Regions from separate parts of the Mus musculus genome. Here region 1 is linked to region 2. A link is a contact called in public Hi-C data. All regions are on one chromosome and are shown on one strand. The core of a region is the stretch at or near the end of the contact, and the rest is flanking DNA. Distances in the headings are between cores, read along the strand shown. Region 1 overlaps Alox5 (arachidonate 5-lipoxygenase). Region 2 overlaps Ift122 (intraflagellar transport 122).

What was found. A called contact is a pair of places that touch in the nucleus more often than the background predicts.
Region 1: a contact with region 2 is called in a Hi-C map of the G1E-ER4 cell line, with 2.1 times the contacts expected there. The contact joins two enhancer-like sites. A contact is called at or near these places in 2 of 484 Hi-C or Micro-C datasets (the G1E-ER4 cell line and the HL-1 cell line).

What each region holds. Positions count from the first base shown.
Region 1 is chr6:116,414,175-116,419,187 of GRCm38.p6, reverse strand. It overlaps Alox5 (arachidonate 5-lipoxygenase), which reads left to right. Exons shown (of 14, transcript NM_009662.2): 8 at 3,611-3,814; 9 at 4,579-4,665. Gm38880 (a long non-coding RNA gene) reads right to left here. Exons shown (of 5, transcript XR_869387.2): 2 at 1-3,836. Among named protein-coding and RNA genes, the nearest start is that of Gm38880, 3.5 kb to the right of the region's middle. Within about 2 kb of position 1,452, at least 34 of the 459 cell types and tissues checked have an H3K27ac peak or open chromatin away from gene starts, as enhancers often do. A contact at or near this core is called in the G1E-ER4 cell line, where this site is marked.
Region 2 is chr6:115,894,027-115,899,489 of GRCm38.p6, reverse strand. Ift122 (intraflagellar transport 122) reads right to left here. Exons shown (of 29, transcript NM_001167763.1): 14 at 5,071-5,268; 15 at 1-11. Among named protein-coding and RNA genes, the nearest start is that of Rho, 35 kb to the left of the region's middle. Within about 2 kb of position 1,334, at least 80 of the 459 cell types and tissues checked have an H3K27ac peak or open chromatin away from gene starts, as enhancers often do. A contact at or near this core is called in the G1E-ER4 cell line, where this site is marked.

The sequences.
Region 1 (5,013 bases), core at 203-2,702, 520 kb before region 2:
TCAAGCCTGAAGTTTAACTTATGTTTATAATCCCAGGCTGTCGGTTCAAGGACAGCCTGGGCTACAGAGTGGTGCCCAGTGTCAATTTGTTTAACTAATTAATCAAATCAGTTAGCTGCATATCTATACCCCCACCCCTCTGCACTCCAGGAGTCCTGAGCCTATTATCAGAGAAAGCTCTATGTGTAAGAAGCTGAAGCATCAAATGAAGGCACAGGGGATGTGGGAAATCACCACTGAAAGATGCCAGGAGAGGGATGGATTACCACTGACAGGTGTTCTGAAATAGCATGTCCCAGACATGTATTTATTAGAGCCAGAGGCCTGGCTCAAATCTCAGCTCTTTCCATTGTTAGCAGGAATTAGGCATTGGACAAGCCACAGGACATGGTTAACCCTTTCTCTATAGCTGCCCAGGAGAATTAATGCACCCCAGGGCAGTGGTAGCTGCAGTTACTGGGACAACCCTTGAACAGGGCCCACAGCTGCTGTAACAGATGGATTCTAGGCTGGGCTGTAAGAAGGCCCATGGGTCTCCGTGTTGAGGCTGGCAAGGCCAGGACAATTGAAAGCAGTGCTGAGAGGTTCTCTGCCAAGACTGAACTGAACCAGCCTTTTTGAGGATCAACAGAGCAACATGCTAGAGGATGGAGATCATGGTTCTGGCTTGGGTGTGAGGCTGCAGACAGACAGAACATAGGAGAGGTTGAGGGGATGGGACCGTGTCCAAAGCAGGAAACACTACAGCACTGTACACCTTCAAAGAGGACTGCATCTGCTCTCAGCTGACTTGGCCCTTCCCAGGGCTAGTACCAAAGCAGAAAAGCAAAACATGGAATATGGATGATATCAGCTCATTTATGCAAAAATGAATGCAAGAACACAGCATGCCACAAACCATATGCTTTACATGGGTAGACATTGGTGTTGGCTTGGTGAGACACAGGACACAGGGTCACCACGCTGCATACAGAACAGGTTGGAGATAGTAAGGATAGGTCTAAGTTCCTCATAATAAGGTTCTGTTTATGAAAAGTAAACACAAATACACACATATGCAAAGACCTAGGGAAGCAGCGACCTCTTGTGGCTGGACAAGAGGTACATTCTCACTAGTTCTTGGACTCTTCTGTAAATGCTGGAGTAGTTTACAATAATAATCATATATTATTTTCTACTCAGAAACAAAAGATGGCCTCCTTCAAAAGCATTTAAAATAATGCAAGCACGTTGTCCTGGGCATATTCTAGAAGAGCTGGGACAAGGACAAGTCTGGAGGGGTGGGAGGAGGTGTGGCATGCTCTGTATAAAAGCTCACCATGGGAGCCCCTGTGTGGCATGGTCAGACAGAGAGGAAGGAACTGCAGGGTGATGGAGTTACAGCAGGCAAAGCAACAGAGCATCCCTACTTAGCTCCATCCAGACCTCTGTGTGGCCTGGAGAGAGGCTGAGTCACTCAGAACCTCACACTTTATCTCTTTGCAAAATAGGAAGGATGAGGAAGAACTGTTGGTCAGGCTGTGGTGAGGATTTTGTGATGACACATACGTCAAACCTTACGACACAGCAGAAAGTCTCTGGACTCAGTGCCTGAGGATACCTGAGTAGGACAGGTGGCCCGTGTGCTCTAGGAAGCAGGCCACAGGGTGGCTGTCTGTGGGCCACACAGCTATGGAAACAGAGCGATCACTGTGAGGAGCAGTCCTCTGAGAACCTTGCTCACTAGGACCCTCTGGAAACGGCAAGCCTGTTGTCCTCTGAGGACACATGTGCTGACTTCTGACTTAAACCTGATCACTTAAGGAATCTGAAATTCTCTCCTAAAGGTAGAGGACAAATCCATTAGCGAACAAGTGGGAAGGATACTGTGGGGGTCAGGAGTGTCTCCCTGGCCTCCTTGCTCATCCTCAGGCGGTAGGGGAGAGCTGCTTCCCTAGTAGTCCTGCCACCTCCCCCACAGCACAGTGGCTTAGGAAGCTTAGGACGCAGTACTCCTTGCTCTGGTGTTCTCGAGACGCACTTAATCCAAACCAAGACCCGGAGTAAATTCTTAGTGTCCATAACCCAAAGACTTAGAAGAAGAGTAAAAGAATGAAACCTGCCAGGACTATTTCAGAATGGTTTTGTGTTGTAGAAAAGTGGGTGAGGCAAGGAGCTAAAGGGGTCTGCAACCCTATAGGTGGAACAACAATATGAACTAACCAGTACCCCCGGAGCTCGTGTCTCTAGCTGCATATGTAGCAGAAGACGGCCTAGTCGGCCATCATTGGGAAGAGAGGCCCCTTGGTCTTGCAAACTTTATATGCCTCAGTACAGGGGAATGCCAGGGCCAAGAAGTGGGAGTGGGGGGGGGAGTGGGGGGAGGGTCTGGGGGACTTTTGGGATAGCATTTGAAATGTAAATGAAGAAAATACCTAATTAAAAAATAAATAAATAAAATTCTCAAAGATTAAAAAAGAAAGAAAGAAAGAAAAGTAAAGAAAAGAAAAGTGGGTGAGGTAAATATTTTACCCTGGGGTTACGTATTTCTTTTTTCTTTTAAAAAATATGGCTGACTAAAAAAAAAAAAATGTAATTTAAAAAAAGGTGGCCTCCTAGAAATTTGAATTTGTGCTGCTTGCATTATATTTCTATTGGCTAGTGCTACTTTGGATGGAGAGACAAATCAGAAAGGTGCTTATAACCTCTCTAATGAAAACAACTTAAGGAAGGGAGAGTTATTTTGGTGCTCAGTTTAAGGGAATACAGTCCATCGCAGAGGGTGAGGCATGGCTGTAGAAATAGGAAGTGGTTGGTTCCATTCATAATCAGGAAGCAAATAGACAGGAAGTGGGGCCAGTATGTGGAACCTCCAAGCCCAAGTCTCCTGCTCCTAAAAGTTCCAAATCTTCCAAAACAGCACTGCCAGCTAGCGATCAAGTGTTCAAACACACGAGCCTACCGGGACATCACATTTAAACCGCAAAACCATCTTCCAGATTAGTTAGGGGGGTGCAGCTAACTCTGCTCAGGGGCCTTATCTTTCTGGCTTTAAAGAAATGAGTTTTTAAAGAACAGATAACAAATTTCTTTACATTTTAGAGAAAAATCACATGACCCAAGCAAGGAAACTGGAAATGCAAACGCAAGCTGGGCCCCTGGGTACCTGGTTTCAGAGTTAGGGCTCAGAGCAGGGCTCCAGCAGCAAATCCTGATTTGCAGCTGGAGCAAAAGGGAACTGGGCAGCATGCAGCCCCAGCCTTGGTCCAGAAGGAGCACGGCACTCAAGGTCAGGGTGTCTGTCAGGGAGGAGGATGGAGGGCACTGCTGAGCAGAAGTGGTAAGCTGGAGGATGCCAGGCTCTGGGGAGGGCACAGGTCACCGACCCTTGCAGCTGCTCGCTCCTTCCCCGAGGTCTGTACCACTGTCCTCAAGTTACAGACAAGGAACCTACAGCTCACAAACAGGTCAAAAGACATGTCACTAGGGCCCTCCACCACTCCCCACGTGCTTTTTGTGATCTGAAAGTCATGGCCGGTTGATGTTTGCTTTCTTGTGGAACTTCCCCAGAGTTCTCCCACAGCTCCCAATGAGAAATAAAGTGGAGCGTTCTCTTTCTCTAATGCACCAGCTCAACCAAACCCCTGGAGAGAGTAACCCAATCTTCCTCCCTACGGATTCAAAGTACGACTGGCTTTTGGCCAAAATCTGGGTGCGTTCCAGTGACTTCCACGTCCATCAAACGATCACCCACCTTCTGCGCACGCATCTGGTGTCTGAGGTGTTTGGTATCGCCATGTACCGCCAGCTGCCTGCTGTGCATCCCCTTTTCAAGGTACAACCAGCCAGGGCTCCACCTACAAGGAAAGATTATCTAGGAGAGTAGCTGGCATCCCAGGGTGTGTGCGAGTGGAGTGGTGATAGCTAGGAGTAGGTTGCAAAGAGGGGCCTAGGACAGACATTCAAGGGCCAAGTCACAGGAGCCTGTTACAACCCTGCTGTCCAGAAAGCAGAGTTCAAAAGGGCAGTTAAGTCATTTTCCTTCTCTTCCCAAATGCTGCCAGCACTTGATTGTTGGGTCAACTACAGGCTAAAAAAAATTACTGCTGCTAAGCCAGGTGGTGGTGGTGGCAGCACTTGTCTTTAATGCCAGTACTTGGGAGGCAGAAGCAGGCAGATCTCTGAGTTCAAGGCTAGCCTGGTCTACAGAGTGAGTTCTGGTACAGCCAGGGCTATATACCTAGAGGAACTCTTTGTCTAGAAAAAAAAATAAAAATAAAAAAAAATAAAACAAAAAAGAAGAGAGCTGGTGCTTTGGTCTCTTCGTTGTAAATTAGTTCAAAGCAGGACGTCTGCCTTAGAGACTGATAACCAGGATCTGTTCCTAGTGTAGTAGGAGACAAGCGCCAGGGCCCTTACTCCTCAGCATAACAGTGGTGGCCACAGGCCTCCTATAGCTACAGGGCAGGAAGGTCTACACAGAGCCCTTTCACTTCCTCTCTGGGGCCAGAGTGACCCCCGCACTGTGGGCTGGCCTGGCCTGGGCTGGGAGTGCTGAGTGAGCATGGAGACCCTCAGTGAGATTTCTCCTCCATCCAGCTGCTGGTAGCCCATGTGAGGTTCACCATTGCTATCAACACTAAGGCCCGGGAACAGCTTATCTGCGAGTATGGCCTTTTTGACAAGGTGAGTGCCCTCTCTTCATGTGGAGCCTGGACAAGCTCTGCCTTGTGGCTCCATCCCTATCTGAGGTGTGAAAAGTGTGGGAAACTCTGGTCCTTCAACCAACACCACAGCCAGCTCTCCCACTCTGTGTTCTCTGTCACCTTTTTATGTATCCTGTCCAGTTTCAGTGTCTGAGCCTCCTCCACACAAGCCACTAACCTCTACCTTACAAAACATCTGTTATTTCTCCCATACTACCATATCCCTGTCACCCTGCCTGTGGCCTTCGAGGTATTTGAACAGAACTGCCCAATAATTGCCTACCCATGTCCTTGATGTTCCCAGTTCTTCAAAGCTGATTGGATGCCC
Region 2 (5,463 bases), core at 85-2,584:
ATTGGAGCGGACTGCAGGGTTTCAGGGAGAAAGAGAATAGTTCAGAGTAGTCAACGAGTCAGATTACAACCAGATGTTCACAGTGACATCACCAGAAACACCTACCTCAAGCTTCTGCCATCAATCAGCATCTTTGCAGCCTCGCCCTGGCCACCTGGGTACCTTCTTTTCTGCTACCCCTCCTGCTGAGCTCTCTGCACACACTTTTGGCTGTCATTTGCCTTCCTCTTTCCTAGGTCTACATAACCCTAATATATCATCTTCTCTGGGAAGGATTTACCCTGCCCACCCTCCCACCCCTCATGGAAAATGCCTACTTGGCTTTTTAAAGCTCTCTTAACAGGCCCCTCCTGGAAGCTCTCCTCATGCCCCAAGAGAAGGAGTCTCAGCTGTCCTTGGCCTCTGTGTAGATAAACCTTGTGCTGTACTCCATGTGGGTCTCTGGGGTGAAGCCCTGCTCAGCCTGTGGCAGCAGCGGGGCTCTAGTCACTCCCAGCAGTTCCTCCACCAGGCCAGAGGAACAAGTTCACTGACCAGAAGGGAGAGATCTGGGATGGCCTCTTCTCAAAGGCTATGTCTGAAAGGAGCACGGATATGGAGTTTGCTCCAGACAGCCCAGAAAACTCTGAGGACCAGTCTCTAGTGCTAAAGATCAAGATGCCTGGCTGAGAATATCTACAAGCATTCCCTAGTGACTTCTTTTTTAAGAGTATAAAGACTGTTGCAGTTGTCCAAAGAGTCCTGTGTAAGGAAGTGTGATTACCTTTGAGAACACCCCAGGAGAGGGAGACTCCTGGAGCAGACCTCACTTGTCGGAGGACACAGACCTATCAAACTAAGAACCTGAGGTTAAAGCAACAGGTGACCTGATGTTCTTGGTCCTGTGTTCCTTCTTGTCGTGTGTGTGTGTGTGTGTGTGTGTGTGTGTGTGTGTGTGAGAGAGAGAGAGAGAGAGAGAGAGAGAGAGAGAGAGAGAGAGAGAGAGAACACATGCATACACATCAGGCTAGAGCTGAGCTGGGCCTGGCATCTGTAGCAATAAAGGCCCTGTCTAGATTTGAGGCCAGTCAATACGCTTCAGGGACCCTTGTCTCCCTGCCGGATTCCTGGGCAGTAAAGATCAATCAGCCAGTACCCCTGTACTAATGGTTCTCAAATGTGAAACCGGAAGTGCTGTCTTCTCCATTTGGGGCCTTTATCTTTGACATTTCTGGTTCTTTTGCCCCCCTTCAGAATTAAAAGAAACCTTTTTCCTTTCAAGCTGATCTACCTCTGACAGCAAGGCACAGTTATTCCCAGGGGCTTGTTTTCCTGCGGTAACACACCATACACTTCCCCTCTTACTGTAGGGAGGCAGTGGGCCACGAGACTAGGAGCAGCTGAGACTCTGCCAGGCTAGGCTTCTGTGGGTTGAAGTGGCACTCTGAAAAGGGCAAAGGACCCATCTTCCTGGACACAGGCGTCCTCATCTCCTTACGCCTTCCCAAATCCCACCTACTCTGCCCTCACAATGAGCTCTCTTCTCTAGACTCCTCTGGTCCACTTTAGCTCTGTTTTGTGGCTTTTGATATTTCACGACTGTCTGTAATAAGGAGGAATAATAACAGGAATCTGGGCAGGCAAAACCTGAAAACGGGTGTAATTAACCCCATTTCACAGTGGCAAAGCCTGGAATCTTGGCTGCTCGGGGGGGGGGGGGGGGGGGATCACTTCAGCCCTGGAGTTCAAGACTAATGTGAGCAACATGGCAAAACAAAACCAAAACAAAACCCAATGATCCTATTGCACAGAAAAGAAATGAGGCCTCAAAGAGGAAGATACGGTGTTCAGGATGCAGCTGGATCAGGTTACAGAACCAGAATCCAAAACCAGGGCTCCAAACTACAGAACTTCCTGTGACAACCAACCTCCTCCATGACAAGGGAACATTAAAACGTTGCACAAGATCAGCTGATCGTACAGCAGAGAGGTACAACCTGAATGAGGATTTGAAAAGCATACTAATGAACCAGTCCCCTCTGAGCACACCCTTATCTGGCTGCTGTATTCCAAGCATGACATCATGGAGCACAACTCAGGTTTACTGCTCTACTTGGCAGCTCGGACACACCAGTTCTTGCACAAGATGATACAAATTTCGAAAGGAAACCAAAAATCCCAAGAGCAAAAATGGGGCTTTTTGCCTGGTCTGGAGGCCCAAACCACAAGAAGACTAGAGGCAAGGCGACAGATAAACAGCCTTTGTCTCCAGATCGCCTTTCCCAATGCTTGGCAGCTCTGGCCTGCTGCATCAGCAGGAAGGCTGCTGCAACCAACAGAGACTTTGGCTACTGACTCTTGGGGCTCTGGCAGAAGGAGCCCCAGCAGACCCTCTGGCTCCTCTTGGTTGGCTAGAATCAAGGAGCAGCAACTGCATTTATTTTTGAGGTTAGGATGGCAGTCTAGGGAGAAAACCTTTTAATAAGCAAAGCCTGTTTGGCAAGATGAGGAAGAGTGGGCTCCTAGCAGATGTGGTGCTTGGGTTTAGGATGCTACTGCGGAGCAGATAAGGACAGCACGGAGAGTCACACAGGCAGGCTGTCCTCAGCTGCCACCACACGTCCCATCTCTCACACTCTTTTTTCCCACTGTTCATTCCCATCAGACTTCACTGCCATTGCTTGAATACTCAGTAAGGAGCAGGAGCTGATGTGGACACTACTGCAGAAAAGCCCTGCAGCAACAAGTAGCAAGGGCTTCCATGGCTCCAAGGAAGAAGAAGACAGAGTCTGCAGGCCAGGTGTATGTAGGCAGGCAGACCAACAGCATTCTAGAGGAAAGGCAGTCTAGAACATATGAACATCTTTCTATGGACAAGGCCTCTGGCCCAGCAATTTCAGTTCTTGGAATTTGTACTATGTCAGGACATACACAAGGAAGATATCCACTATTTGCAAGAGTAAAAAGCTATGGGCAGCCAGGCCTGGTGACTCACACTTTTAATCCCAGCACTCTGAGGCAAAGACAGAGGAGACTGCTGTGGGATTGAGACCAGCCTGGTTCACACAGAGTTCCAGGGCAGCCTGGACCAATACTGAGACCCTGTTTCCAAAACACACAAAGAAAAACAAAAAGGCTGTAAGTAATATAAATGTAGGTGCCGGTGGAGTAAGCTATGGACTGTCATTGATAGAAGAGCTGCATTCATTACAAACAAAGCTGGGTACACAGCAGGGAGGGCATGGGGGCTTGCAGCAGGAAGGTACTCCAGACTGCACGGTGGAGCAAAGGAACAACTGCATTACAGTCTTGCACATTACTACCTAAGGGGAATTGAGCAACATATACAAGGAATCTCTTGTCCCTTCTCACACACAGATGTGAGCCTACAATTGTCTTCCTGTTTGAAAATCCTGGTAAGTGTATTCACTGACATGGCACAGCGTTTCCAGTAGACTGACTGCTGAGCAAAATGGCAGATTAGTAAGTGGGGTGCTTGGTTTGGGCAATTGTCTTTGTTGTTAGTGGGGTTTGTTTTGTTTTTTGTTTTAAGAAAAAGTACTGTGATGTATCCTAGGCTACCTTTAAACTTGAAATCCTCTTGCCCCATCCTCAAAGTGCTGAGATTATAGATAGGTGTCAACCACACTGCTAGGTCAGATTGCTAGTCAATAATTCGTCAAGGGGATGAGCCTGGAATAGCTAAATGTCATGTTAAAAGAAGATGGCACAGGAGCTGGCAAGATGGCTGAAAGGTAAAAGTACTTTGCTGCACAAGTGTGACAACCTAAGTCCAACCTTCAGAACCAACAACGGGAGAAACAATGCCAAAAGTTATTCTGGGACCTTCGATCATAGGTGCTCACACACACAAACTTTAACACATTTTAAAACAGATGATGGCACAAACTGATTAAAGGCTCCATTCTCTTGCTTTTGGTCCATAGTCAGTACAGTCAGTACAGTAACATGCCTGGGGTCTGGAGGGACGGTTCTGTGGCTAAGAGAGGACCCATATCACATTCTCAGCACCCATGTGAGGTGGATCACAACCCCCTGTGACTCCAGCTCTCTTCTGTCCTCATGTGCACCACACATATGCATATATGCACACATACACACACATTTAAAACAATAAAATATTCTCTTGAAGATAGGATGCTGTGGTTCAAGTTTCTCCTTAGTGTTTGCCTTGGTGAGAATGTCTCTCACTTTACGGACAAGCAGACAGGCAGCTATAACTAGCAGGGGTGCTGTCTGAGTTCTCCTGTCTGTTTTTCCCATCTGTCTCCTGTGGTTTCTAGCTGGTCTCCCCTCTCTTCAGGAGACTATGCTGGACCCCATGTGCCATCTCTGGGTCCCATCCCTCAGTCAGTGCCCACTGTACCTGTTCTCCTGTCCACACAGCGTTCCCACTTACGCACTGATGCTCTGTGGGCTTGCCACTAACACAATGCAAGGGGATCAGAAAGAAAAGAGGGCCAATGAACAGGTGTGCTGCCTAGGCTTATGTCAACTTGGCACAAAACTATAGTTACCTGAGAGGAGGAACCTCCATTGAAAAAGATGCCTCTATAAAATGAGGCTGAGGCCAACCTGGAGAACATTTTCTTACTTGATAATTGATGGGGGAGGGCATAGCCCATTGTGGGTGGGGCCAGTGCTAGGCTGGTATCCTGGGTTCTGTAAGAATTCGGGCTGAGCAAGCCCTGGGGAGCTAGGCTATAAGAAGCAGCCTTCCACAGCCTTGGCATCAGCCTCTGCCTCCAGGCTCCTGCCTGGTTTGAGCTCCTGTCCTGACTTCCTTCAGTGATGGACTACAATGTGGAACTATAAACTGAATAAGCCTCTCCTCCCCAGCTTGCTTTTTTGGTCATGGCTTTTCATCCCAGCAACAGAAACCCTAACTAAGACAATGGGGCCGATCTTCTTCTCCAGAAACACATGGATACACACAAACACCCAAGTCCACACCACGGACTCCACACCTCCCTCCTCCTCCTCCTTGCTGCTCCTAGTGCCAGTCTCAGGGTCTGACCATTCTGTTTTGTGTGCCCTAGAGCTGCAGAGGAGCGGCAGGCACAGGCTTACCTGTGGCACCTCCACGGCAGACATAGAGAAGACATGAAGGCAGAAGATCTTGGAGCCGTTGTAGCCAACCACAAAGCCCTGCAGCTTCTGCTGGTGCACTGGGAAGGTGCTGGCCTTGATGTTGAGGTAGCCTCCTCCAGAGAAGCAGAGCATGTCCTCACACTGCGTGTTCCAGGCCACGCTGTTAGCATTCGGTTCCTGAGGGATAAAGGCCTGTGAGGCTCTGACAACACTCGCACTTTTCACCCCAACCTGTTCTTAAAGCCTAGGTGGCCCTCAAGTACAGACAGCAGGATGAAGAGAAAGAGGGAAGGGGGTCAGAAAAGAAGGGACGAGCCAAACTCCTCTATGTACTGGTAGAGTGATAGAATTTTTGGATATGTGATATTTTCA